Regions from separate parts of the Mus musculus genome. Here region 1 is linked to region 2. The links are chromatin contacts, called in public Hi-C maps. All regions are on one chromosome and are shown on one strand. Each heading gives the region's core, a stretch centred on a gene start, on an enhancer-like site or on the middle of the called end of the contact. The rest is flanking DNA. Distances are from core to core; before and after follow the strand shown.

Region 1 (2,700 bases), core at 62-2,561, 210 kb after region 2:
AGATACTTCAGAGAACAGTCTTGGTTGACATTATTTCTTAATTAATTTATTAGCTTTTTAATTAGAAATGGTAGCCATAGCTTCCCAGGAAGCGAATTCCCACAATGCCTATTTTGAAGTAGTCAGGAGGATTAAACAGTATTTTAAAGGTTGCAGGCGTGCCCGAGCTATGCATGCTAATATAGTTCTAAAAACAGAAATTATATAGAAACATGAAAAAGAAAAAAAATTGAAAAGGAATAAACATACTTTGTGGAGAGAGGGAGAAATGAAGGAAGGGAGTGACGGATGGGAGACAGAGGACCAGAGGGCGAGCAACAAAAGCCATTGAGGGGTTGGAGATCAGACCCCTTCCTGCAACTTCAAGCCGCGAACCTTCCCTGGGGGCAGGGCTCCGAGCCCTGGGAAGCCTCTCTGAGAACGTTGGTGGCCTGTTTCTGTGTGAGCATCCTGATTTCCACAAAATGTATTTATTTAACAAATGTCACCCCAAACAGGTTGGCAGCAGATGAGGTTTATTTAATGGCACTAAAACAGGTGAGACATGCCTTATATTTTCTGGGTCTGTTTATGCTTCTATAAAGGGTATAAAGGGGGGGGGGAGCTAGTTACAGCTCCTTACACACCCAGACTGAGCTGAGGTGTGTTTAAAACACACACACACACACACACACACACACACACACACACACACACACTTTGCTTGGTAGCCTGTTTAGAAAACACACATCTTTTGTATTTTTCCCCCCAAAGCAATGCACACCGTTTTTTATTTTACTTTTTCCACGCCGAGGGCAGGATCATGGAAACTGGACAGTCTCGGTTTATTTCAGTGCCCACCTGCCTTCTCTTTGGAATGGGTCTGCTTCAAGCTTTGCCATTTCCATTCTACATCAGTGATAAGTGCCTTTACGTCTATATCCCCTCCTTGCTTTAGCTGTATTGTGCTTGAGAGTGCCCTGGCAGCGAGAGAGAGAAAAAAAATAAAAAGGCCAAACAAACAACAAACACCCCCCTCAAAAAAAAAAAAATCCAACCAAAACCCACCGTGTCTTCCCGGCCCTTTCATCTGTAACCTTTCTCCAAGTGAATGCTAATTGAAAAAGAAAGAACACACTAATCTTGGAATTTAAATGCATTTAACAAAACCAATCTCACTCTAAATTGTTGTTTCGCCCGCTCCCTTTTCCCTAACAGATGTCGGGAAACTGCAATTTCTATTAAGAACACTTGACTGTTTACTGAGCTTGGGAACTTCAGCCCCAGCCTGCATCAATCTAAATGCGTTTCGAGACGTCAGGCCCCAGAAAAGTGCAGACTGTTAGTCGGTTATTTTTAAATGTAATCTTCACATAAAGGAATGACAGCGCTTCCCTCCCTCACTCTGTCATCCCTTCTTTTTTAACGACGGCATCAAGCACAGGCAGAGAGAGAGAGGGATTTTTATGACCCGTTTCATTTAAGTTGCTTGCGGCTTGAGCTAGTGGCTTTAGCATGGGGCGAATGGAATTATTAGTTAAGTTTATGAAGTTGAGCGCAAGGAAACACGCTGTCTGATGTTCTGGACCCCACATGCCTTGCAAGGAGGATGAAATTCAAGTGCCTGGTGGTGCCAGACCCAGGTATGGATGCAGAGCCTGGAGCTGTGGCCAAGGGGATGCTGTAGTGCCGGTCCCTGGCTAGTCACCAGCTGGCAGAGCGAGGTGGACCTTGTGTCCAGATCTGAACCTAGAGACCCTTTACACACATTCTCCTAGCCTCATCCTGGGAGCATCGGCGTGATCGTTATCGTTTGTTTAAAAGCACTCGTTTAGCGCTTGGCATATAACATACATATATTGCGGGCTCAAGCTGTGGGATTTTTGCGGCGCTGTCTGCACCAGGATGCAGGGCCCCTTGTCATCCTGCCAGTACCAAGCTGCACAATTTGGAAAGATGTATTTTCAGAATTCTCACCATTTTGATGTGTTTTCCCTCTCCGGTTTTCTGTCCCGCTTACTTATTAAGAATCGGGGGGGGGGGGGACTGGGGCAAAATGCAAGACAGGGCAAGCAAGGGTAAGTTAAATAAAAGAGGAACACAATCCAGATGTGTGCCTGTTGTCGGAGATCCACCAGGCATACAGCAATCTGCCTCATCACCTGCCCTCACCTCAGCTCTCACCTCAGCTCGGTGGATGAGGCGCCTCAATCCCACTTGTCCCAGAATTCAAGGCCTGCAGGTGGCTGTGTATTCCTGGCAGGATGGCTACTTAGGAAAATCCTACCTGTGTCCATTGCTCGGGTTGCAGGCACCCCTGGCTCTCGTGTGTGATTTTGCAACATGCCTGGATTTTGCTGGTCTGTAGTAACAGAAAGAAAGAGAGAGAGAGAGAGAGAGAGAGAGAGAGAGAGAGAGAGAGAGAGAGAGAGAGAGAGAAGAGAGAGAAGAGGGAAGGAAGGAAGGAAGGAAGGAAGGAAGGAAGGAAGGAAGAAAAAGATGTTCTGGGGCATTTGTGTCCCATGGCTTGTCTTGTTCAGGTGGAGCATCTTTCCCTCGAACATTTTAATACTCTCTGTGCTTTTGTATCTGAGCATCTTTGGGTAAGACCAGGGCAAAGTGTGGAGACCAGCAGCCAGGTTGGAATAGTCCTGGCTCTGGACCATGGATGGTAAACCTTATCCTTGCCCTATTATCAGTTTTCCCCTTTCAATCACTGTT
Region 2 (2,772 bases), core at 134-2,633:
GTGGGGGTTAAAGGCGTGCGCCACCCCTGACTGCACACATTATTTTTTTAAATCTTCATTGTAACTCTATATGTGTATACACATATTCTCTGCATACATTACTTAAACTCTTTGTTTAGATGTCTTTTTTTAGCTTTCTTACTTTTATTCCTTAAAAAAAAAAACCCAAGGATATAATGAGGCATAATTATGTAAATACCGCATATTTATCTGTGCAGTGCTTTTAGATGCATGGTGGTCTCCGTGTATGCCTGACTCTCTCCAGGAAGCCAGGCCTCCAAGTTAGAGTTCCCATTTTACAGATGAGACAATGAGGCCCTGGACAGTTCAGTGAGATGAAAAGCAGAGTAGGAAGAACCTGTCAACTACTGTGCATCGTGGGTTAGCTTAGGAATACACGTGCTTGGTATATAAAGTGTAGCAAGGGCCCTGAACCCATGGGGATGCCAAACCTGGCATTCAGAGAGTGCACCAAGAATTGGGTCCTTTAGGAATTCCCGCCAACGCTTAGAGGAGGTGTGGGGGTGGTGGCGGTGGGGAGGAGTGTCTCTAGTGTGACTTTTTCACTGTGCAGTAAAGTCTCTCTCAATTTAACTTCTTCCTCTCCCATTTCATGTGAGTGTCTCTGTGTGTATCTGTTTCTGTGAAGAGCATGAGCCGGAGGGTGCCTATGTGTGCTTATATGTGTGTCTAATAAGCCCAGAGATCGAGTCCGGTGTCTTCTACCACACGCTCTCTCAATGGCCCGGGGCTCATCCAGCAGACTAGGCTGCCTGACCATTGATCTTGGGGTCTTGCACATCGCTGCCCCCGCCCCGTGATGGTATTACAAAGTGTGTCATCAGACCTGGCTTTTTATGTGGGTTCCAGAGCTCAAGTCCCCATTCTTGCTCAGCAAGCATTTTACCCAGGGAGTCATGTCCCCAGCCCAGCTGAGCTTCTCTATATAAACTCTGAACTCAGGCCCGAAAGCACACTCTCTTCCTCATTCACTATCGTCACTTTTTTTTTTTTTAATTTTTAAAATCATCACCCTTTTGTAAACTGAAACATGGAAACCAAAAACCAAAACGACAGCAACGCTTGAGCCTCTGAAGCCTGGCGGTGGTTTGACGGGGCTGTTCGGGAACCTCTGCTTGTGTGTTCCTGTGCCCCCTCTCCCAAAATGTGCCGCAATCAGAAGGCTCAAAGCTCCTCGCTGACTCCCCTACAGCTCTCAGAGTTAAAGCCCTTGCAACGACCTCTGAACTCCAGCCAGATCCGCGGTGTCTGCACCACTTGCCTCTGATAGTTCTGCTCCAAACAGGGTCTCTCTGGCTCAGCCCTAATACCTCTTTGGTCCTAGGCCTTCAGATAGGTTCTGCAAGGTGCAGTTTCCATGGCTTTCCCCCGGAGGCGCATGCGCACCGCACCTTCCGTTGCATCTTACTAAACCATCCCCTTTCAATACGAGCTTCCTCAAATTCCAGCTGCGTAGTACCAAAGTGCCAGGTTGGGTCTGAGCGGGGATACCCCACAGGGACAGGCATTCTATAGCTGTGCTTACCGCCGGGGCACCAGACTGAGGAGGACGTCAGTCCTTAATGCAAAACTGCCTTTAATTGTTCCTTGCAGATCTGAGCAGAAGGAAGCACGGGTTCTCATCTTTTAGCCTCGGTGACCTCTGACCTCTTATCAGAAGGACGCAGGCCAGGCCACTAGCAAGTTAGGAAGCGCTGTCCCGTGTTATCGCTGAAAGCTACGCATTTTCTTGCGAGACAAACATTATTTGAGGCCACGCAAGTACACACTGCACCTCTGGAGTTAGGCTGTTTTTCAAGGCTGGGGACAGGTCGCTGTTATTTTTGTTGTGTGTTTTTTTTTTTTTTTTTCATGGCTCTTTTTAGTCTTCCACCTGTTTACTGGGTTTGCTGGGCTCAGCCTCCAGAAAACAAGACAGAAAGCACCTCTCTGTGTTGCGTAGATTTAATACGCTCCGGGGGAACCCAGCACTGGTGGGTTAAGGAACAGGAATGTGCTCCCAGTTTAGGAAAGACAGTTCTTCAGCTTGAGTTTGTTTGGATGAAAACAAGACGGGCCCACATTTCTGTGTAAATCTGAAACCAGACAAGTTTCACACAGTTGCACATTTCAAAAAAGAAAAAAAAAAGAAAGAAAAAAAAACCGTTCTGCTCCCGTTTGGTGAGTATTCCGTGTATCGGGGGGAGGGGACCCCCTTAGACTTTCCAATGACAAAACGATTCCTCTTCTCCTCTCCAAAACCCTTTTTTGAGCCGTGTTCTCGGGTGTAGACTGGTTCTCTGGTGTGTATGGGAGTCTGGGATGCTGGAAGATGCTTCTATGAGATGTCAGCTCCGGGGCATGCTGTGGAACTTGCCAGAACAATCCCATTGCCCATAAATACAAAATCCTCTTTCTCACCCAGAGTGCCAGGTGCACCTTCGTCCAGAAAAACCTCAGCCTGGCCTAGGAGAATATTGTGTTCTGAGATTTTTCTGCAAATACACACACACACACACACACACACACACACACACACACACACACTTTCTCTTTCTGTCATTTTCTGTGTTAACCACATTCTTAAAACCTGGAGGCACGCCAATTTTTTTTTCTTGAAAACGGAAAAAAAATTCAAAAGTTTTTTTTTTTTTTGTAATTGAAATTCATGACAAATTACAGACAGTTTTTTTCTTCTTCCTGTCTCTTTTAGAACAACGTGTCCTTAGAAAAGAGCTTTCTTATTGAAATGGAACTTTGTGGAACCCGAGG

What was found. Hi-C and Micro-C count contacts between places; a contact is called where the count stands out from the background.
Region 1: a Hi-C map of forebrain shows a contact between it and region 2, with 2.1 times the contacts expected there. The contact joins two enhancer-like sites. A contact is called at or near these places in 1 of 39 promoter capture datasets (hippocampal neurons), 2 of 484 Hi-C or Micro-C datasets (cerebral cortex and forebrain) and 1 of 115 datasets of contacts at active chromatin or transcription factors (neural progenitor cells).

Annotation. Positions count from the first base shown.
Region 1 is chr12:106,686,675-106,689,374 of GRCm38.p6, forward strand. All of the region lies in intron 7 of 4933406K04Rik (RIKEN cDNA 4933406K04 gene), which reads right to left. Among named protein-coding and RNA genes, the nearest start is that of 4933406K04Rik, 28 kb to the right of the region's middle. Within about 2 kb of position 1,312, at least 10 of the 459 cell types and tissues checked have an H3K27ac peak or open chromatin away from gene starts, as enhancers often do. A contact at or near this core is called in forebrain, where this site is marked.
Region 2 is chr12:106,473,283-106,476,054 of GRCm38.p6, forward strand. Gm51969 (a long non-coding RNA gene) reads left to right here. Exons shown (of 2, transcript XR_003950178.1): 2 at 2,714-2,772. Among named protein-coding and RNA genes, the nearest start is that of Gm32876, 4.6 kb to the right of the region's middle. Within about 2 kb of position 1,384, at least 30 of the 459 cell types and tissues checked have an H3K27ac peak or open chromatin away from gene starts, as enhancers often do. A contact at or near this core is called in forebrain, where this site is marked.